Linked DNA regions of Arabidopsis thaliana: region 1 is linked to region 2. Evidence: chromatin contacts called from public capture Hi-C data. All regions are on one chromosome and are shown on one strand. Each heading gives the region's core, a stretch centred on a gene start, on an enhancer-like site or on the middle of the called end of the contact. The rest is flanking DNA. Distances are from core to core; before and after follow the strand shown. Region 1 holds the start of AT5G50290 (wall-associated receptor kinase galacturonan-binding protein). Region 2 holds the start of CLC-C (chloride channel C).

Region 1 (3,417 bases), core at 73-2,572, 170 kb before region 2:
GTGGAATTATGGTTGTCACACATGCAAACATGTCTAAGCCCTCCACCATCAGCAGGTTCATAGCCACAAGTCCCAGAAGTTGCAACACACGCACGACAAAACGCATCACTTCCTTGGAGTTCATACTTAACACGTATCCCATAAGCCCAATCAGAGGGTCCTCTAAGTTTCAAGGGTGCTAGATTATACGCACTACTGTATCCTTCACACTCCAACTTACTTAGATTAATCGCTTTTACGGATTCGAACCCGACCCCACAACACATGGGTGGACCTGACCCGGAATGTATACCCGGTTGTCTGTATCCGACCATGTCCCAAGCTGGACATGACATGTATTCTTCGCAGCTCATTCCAGAGATGTTGCGGCACGGCACTTTCTTTTCCGGGAAGCCTATTAACCAAATGTAACCGGATTATTAACCGAATTTAACCGGAACAGAAATCCAAATGTGTTTAAAAACGGCTTGGTTTTAGTTTCTTAACAACCTAATGACCAAAATGAATTTTGCTATTATTAAAACTACAAAAAAAAAACAGATTTTTTGAAAAAGAAAAAGTAAATTTTAATTATCTGTGAATCATAATATATGTAATCATAAATTCATAATAATTCATGTACTAATAATTTACTAATATCTGAAATTATTCAAAACAAAAGCGAATCAAACCAAAATTTCATCAAATCAAACAGATTAGATTTTTTTTTTTACTTCTAGTTTTCTATGAACCAAACCCAAAAAAAAAAAAAATAGAACTCAAATTGTAAACCGGATTTGAAAAATGCAAACTAAAATTTGAAAAGTTGTGTGGCCTACAGAATGTAAATAAATCAAAATTTAATCTTTAAGTTGATTTTTTTTTGAAATATTGTTGTAGTAACTTACTAACCTTGAAATATAGGAGATTTAGGAGAACATCCGATCAACATAAAGACATTATCTGAGGTAGGATTGAAATATGGAGTTCTCCAATCCTCAGCTTCAAAGCCATTGCCTTTGCCACCGAGCACGATGGTTTCGCAGTTCGACATGTGAGGATCATGCAGTGTTATGGACTGATATGCGTAATCGATGTCCAAAACTCTATAAGAACCTGAACTTATGTGAAACATCAACACATCGTTCATACAAAACAATAGATCTCTATACCCTGGATGCCCACATCCGTTTCGGATCCCAAACGGATAATCAACGGTTATGTTTCCACAGTATGATCGACATGCGTCCACAACGCAAATCTCAAAGAGTGTCACAAAGGATAGAATCAAGATCAAGATTTTCATTTTCTTTATTTGGGTTGTTTACAAGAGAGTGATGTGTGTGATCTTTGATGCAGAGAGCTAAGAGTTATATCTAAAGATTGCTTGCTACTTAAGAGATACTTCGCTTGTCGGAATAATAAAGCTAAACTTTTGCACTTTTTACTACACATGACCAAGGTATGTCCTAGGAACATAAAAAATTAGAATGCTAATAAATAAGGCTATAAGTACAAAGAACAGAGGAACATATATTGAATACAACTAGATTCGTATAGCTTGAGAATCCTCACTATGTACCACTAAAGCATTTATATAGCTTTTAGGCTACCTTCAAGATCGGTGACGACCAGGAGAAGTAGTTCGATTCGTCTTGTACTTCCAAAACTCATCTTTCTTCCCCTTCGTCTTAGCTTTAACCCGACCGAATTTGCTATTAATTATACCAAGTATGGCAGTCTTATCCTTTCTGTTCTTTGTCTTTGCCTTGTCTTCCAGAATCGCCCTAAGTTTCTCATAGGACCTTGGGTCTGGTACTTGCCCGCTTTTAACCATCATCTTGTGGTAAAAGAATGCCCTTTTGAAGTCTCGAACACGAACAAACGCGTAGATCATTGTTGAATATGTGATGGAATCAGGTTTTAAGTTAAGAGCAGCCATTTCCTTCAACAGTTGCGGCAGTTTTGCATCTTGTCCTCCCCGTGCGTATGCATTCATCAGCATATTGTAAGTCATGACACTCGGCTGCAAACCCATTTTACTAAACTCAGATACAACATCCCTTGCTTCAATGTAGAGTCCTTGCTTGGCAAACCCATCGAGAAGAGTGTTATATGTTATCCGTGTCCCTTTGATTTTTTCTCTCAGCATTAGTTTCCAAATTTCCATCAGCTTTCCAGTGTCGCCTGATCGTCTGAATGCATCAAGAACTGATGTGTATGTTTCAACCGACGGTTTAATCCCCTCCTTACACATCTCTTCAAAGGAAGCATAAGCTTTTTCGTGCCACCCGCTAACCGAGTAAGCATGAATAAGAGCTGTGTAAGAATGTGAAGAAGGTTTCAAACCTACTTTCTTCATCCGCAGGAAAGCATCAGCAGCCATATCACTCATCTTCTTCGTCCTCCCATACGCACTAATCAAACACGTGTACGATTTCACATTTGGCTCTAAACCTAAATCCTCCATCTCCCGCAGAAGTGTCTCAACGATATCAGGCTGCATCCTTCTAGCATAAGCATCCATAAGAATGTTATAAGTTGCAGCCGAAGGCTTCAAGCCTTTATCTCTCATTTCAGTAAAAAGACCTTCCACTTCTTCTATGTGGTTGGATTTGTTGTAAGCATCCATCAACGTATTATACACAATCGTGTTTGAACGGATACCTTTCTTCTCCATCTCTGTTTGAATCACAAGAGCTTCTTCTTTAAGCCCTTCATCACAAAACGACTTCACAAGGCCACCGAAAACATCCTGACTCCACTTCACACCTTTCTCACTCATCTTCTCGAATATCTCCCAAACTTCTTTCGCACTTCGTCCTGCTTTCCTCAAGGTTGTGATCAATATAGCACATGTAACATTGTCCGGATACACATTGATCTTATCCATAGCTTCATACACTTCCCAAGCATCATCATACCTAACAAAAGATCACCAACTACACAATTTGACCAAAAACTACAACTTTTCATTCTTTAGAACTGAATCATCGTGCAAAGAGGAAAAAGATGATACCTTTGAGAAGCTGAGAGACCAGAAATGGCGGCATTGTAGAGACGAACATCTCTAAACTCTTCCTTATCTGGTAAATTACTTAGCAGAAGCAGAATGTAATCAGCCATTCTTTCTCTACCGAGCAATGTAAACAACACAGAGCAAGCACGAGGCGAAGCAAGGGAAGGTTCTTGTAAACTCATCCACTCATAGAAATATAGACAACTCTTCACAAAACCAGATTCACCCATCATCACTAATGCCTCTACACACTCTGTATCACTAACCCTTCTTTCGAAACCTGATAACATCTCTCCCAAAGTTTGATTCTCTTTCAAATTCTTAGCAAGTTCCAAGATTTCCCTAGCGACGCCACTTTCGAATGGAATATGCACACCAAGTGTTTGTTGGTTTGTCACAAAGACGGATTCCTCAGGCTT
Region 2 (3,759 bases), core at 957-3,456:
TATATGGATTGCATTATAGTGTAATCTGCTCAATTCTTTATTTTCTAATGGATAAAAGAATCATTTTTTTTTCTTGTTTCTTTTCTTTTGTGCAAAGGATAATGAATCCTTCTTTAGTTCTTTATGTTTGGGATAAAGTTGACGCAAACGTTCATTCTCATGCGTACACGTTTATCCGATGCATAAAAAATAATTCCGACGATGTATCATTTAATTAAACATGCTTAATTTTATATTGATGATGTTTCTGTTCTATATATTGTTGCGTTTAAGACTTCACTACACTATATTAATAATCTAGAAAACTATTTTTTATATAGTAAATGCACGTTGTAGTTGATAAATAATGGTAGTCTGACAATAAGTCGACGAAGATTGATTCAAAATTCTATCCTAGAACCTTGATGTCCACGTTATTAATGCAACTACCCTAAAAGTTTAAATCCTAGATCCTTCAGATCTGCAACCATGTATATGGTATGGCCTTTGGAATATTCAGGATATTCCCACGGTGCTCTTGCAGTTGTGCCCGTCGCTTGCTCTCACCCGCGAACGGCCCTTAAATCCAAACTCATATGATTTGATTTCAAAAGCATTCCATAAAACTGTTTTCTTGTATACAAAGATATAGGTTATGGCTTGTACCACTAGCATCCATATTCCGCAACATGTCAACGAAGATTTCTATAGTTTTAACACAATCATTTTTTTTGTAGATATCTTAGGGTGTCTTCAACTCCACTTAAATTTTCCCTCTATATTTATTAGAGTAAAATCATTTTTAATTCCACACTCTATACATCATTCTAAAACACAGTAAAGGATATGATTACTCTATATATATGTGGAGTAACTCTAATGTTTACTCTATTCTTTTTAGAATAAAATATAATAAAATGATACATTTGAGAAAACCCCTACTCTATTTTAGAATTACTATATTCTAGAGTAAAAAACATACATTGGAGATGATGGTCTTTTAGCTAGATAGGATTTAGGAGCTTCCGCTTGATCAAAAAAAAAAAAAACAGAGAGTTAGGAGCTTCCAAACAAAGTTCAACTATCGTGAGTACATTAACTCATTGCGGATGTTAATATATCTTAGTTGTGGCTTTCACCATTATACTCAAAATAAAAGAAGTGGAGACACTAAGATGTCGACTGGCCTATCAAATGTTGAAAAACCATCAAAACAAAGATCGAGTTGATTAATAATTATACAGTTGTGGCAGATTTTAAAACTAACCCCACAATCTATTAAAACTTGAGAGTGTTCCTTGGAATGAATTCAACATGTGTATTACAACACAATCAAGAAATTAATTCGGTAGGAAACCATGATTTTGATGAGACAATAAACGATTGGATCCGATCAATTTCCCCATAAATTTTTGCAATAATAAAATATGTCAAGGTCAGGTTCCATAACTAAAGGAAAACAATATCTGCATTTCTTTATCGTGTTTCTCCATCTTGCATGAATAAGAAGAATTGTTAAAAAGTGAATGCATACCTTGTTGATCTAATAACTAAAAAAAAAAAAAAAAGAGAAGGATCAACTGATTTACACCAAAGACATCTTAATTTGATTGGATCTAGCCAGTAGCCACCTCTCATAAAAGTTTAAAAGACTTTCTAACCAATAGATGTTGTTTTTTGTTTTGGTTTTAATGTTAAATCCAATAGATTTTGTTCTTCTCTTGAATTGTGTGATGTTTCAACAAGTCTGGCAAATACACAGTGGTTCGTATAATTGGACGATGTCTACCCTAGTTTGGGCTCATTTGGTTTCTTGTTGAAATCCAGTTTTGGGAACTAAAAATCATTATAAAATTTTAACAACAAAATTTTCATATCTAGAAACTAAATAAACACACATGAGAAGTAAGATTTCAAAAATATCTGTAATTGAGTTAGAATCAAAACAAACTTTACAAGATCATGTGAAAAAAATATACATATATTATTTTTATATAAGTATATCGGACACAGTTGTAAAATTTGAGAGAAATTATTTATGAAAAATCAATTCAAAATAATATATATAAAAAACAAATAGTTTTTTCCCCCATAAAATATCACGATTGTATACAAATTTGTTGGGCAAAAACAATACTATGAAAATTTTCATAATTAGATAATTTATTTATGCAAGTTTTTTTTTGTTATTGACTTTTTTATTTATTTAGAAGAATATATCCTTATGAAAATCATAACAAAGAAAGAGAGTTTAGTTTTGCCTAAATTAGGATCAAATAAAAAAACAAAATTCCTGACCCATACCACTCTACGACCTCCCTCAAAAAAAAACAAAAAAGAAAAAAAAACAATAAAAAAATCGACTTTTTAGCATCTGCTTGAGCGCGAGAGGTTCATGATTCCAGGAATCTCGTGCCCAATTATATAGCTTTCCATTTCTGTGGCTTTGTAATCTGATCGGAAATCGAAAACAAACAATTTTATTTTCTTAAAAAAACAAGATCGTGGAGGAGAGATGGATGATCGGCACGAAGGAGACCATCATGATATAGAGGTTGAAGGAGGAGCTTTACATGGTTTCGAGAGGAAGATATCTGGGATTCTAGACGATGGATCTGTCGGATTTCGACAGCCTCTTCTCGCTAGGAATCGAAAGAACACAACTTCTCAGATCGCTATTGTCGGAGCTAATACTTGTCCCATCGAAAGCCTTGATTACGAGTCTGTCCTTTTTCTCCCTCTTCTCTTTTCTTCTGCACATAACTTGATGTTTCGTTCTTTTTTCTGGATAAAGTTTTTAACTTTGGCAATTAGACTTTAATATGCTTAAATGTTTTCGATTAGTTTTTAAACTTCATCTCAAATTTGATTATGAGTCTATGAAGTTTTGGATTATGTAACATTTTGGGTCCCATCCCATGTATAATTTTTAAATCATAATGTTTTCATTTTTAATACTTTTGGGTAAAAATTGAAGCTTTTAGCTTTTGAGAGACATCATAGCCACTTCACCTAGCAATAGGTATGCTATACAATCTATTAGATTGAGAAAAGTGCAAATCTTTTTGGGGTCTTTATGATGATGCAATCATAGTTTCAGACTGAATTTGACTTTTTGTCTTTGTGTGTGTCTCCTACTGGTGTCTTGCCTAATTTGGTGTGAATGATTATAGCTTATGTAAACATATCAGGATCTTGACTTGGGATTTTTATTTGGCAGGATCTTCGAAAATGATTTTTTCAAGCAAGACTGGAGGTCTAGGAAGAAGATTGAGATACTTCAGTATACGTTTCTCAAATGGGCGCTTGCTTTTCTTATTGGTTTAGCTACTGGACTTGTTGGCTTTTTGAATAACCTTGGTGTTGAGAATATAGCTGGATTTAAACTCTTGCTCATCGGTAATCTCATGCTCAAGGAAAAGTAAGTCTAGCTTTTGTTGTTTATCTCTGCTTCTACGCCATTTTTTAGCACTTTCTATCCTGTTTCAGTTACTGTTTATTCACTGATTATATCTAAATTTCTTAATGGTTAATACTGTTATGAGAATTAAGGCTCACAGGGATATATGTGTGGATCAGAATGATAAATGACATCGGATGTTTCTCAAATACTGCAGATATTTCCAGGCATTTTTTGCATTTGCTGGTTGTAACTTAATTTTGGCAACTGCTGCTGCTTCACTCTGTGCTTTTATTGCTCCTGCGGCGGCAGGATCTGGCATACCTGAGGTTAAAGCATATCTCAATGGTATAGATGCTTATTCAATATTAGCTCCAAGC

Evidence for each region. Capture Hi-C pulls out chosen DNA fragments and counts their contacts.
Region 1: a contact with region 2 is called in a capture Hi-C map of root, with 3 times the contacts expected there. The contact joins the promoter of AT5G50290 here to the promoter of CLC-C in region 2.

Annotation. Positions count from the first base shown.
Region 1 is chr5:20,459,682-20,463,098 of TAIR10.1, reverse strand. It overlaps AT5G50290 (wall-associated receptor kinase galacturonan-binding protein), which reads right to left and starts at 1,322. Exons shown (of 4, transcript NM_124408.4): 1 at 892-1,322; 2 at 1-394. The coding sequence starts at 1,285. It overlaps EMB1006 (Pentatricopeptide repeat (PPR) superfamily protein), which reads right to left. Exons shown (of 2, transcript NM_124407.2): 1 at 2,999-3,417; 2 at 1,389-2,903. The coding sequence ends at 1,595.
Region 2 is chr5:20,290,879-20,294,637 of TAIR10.1, reverse strand. CLC-C (chloride channel C) reads left to right here and starts at 2,206. Exons shown (of 8, transcript NM_124367.4): 1 at 2,206-2,700; 2 at 3,200-3,400; 3 at 3,597-3,759. The coding sequence starts at 2,495.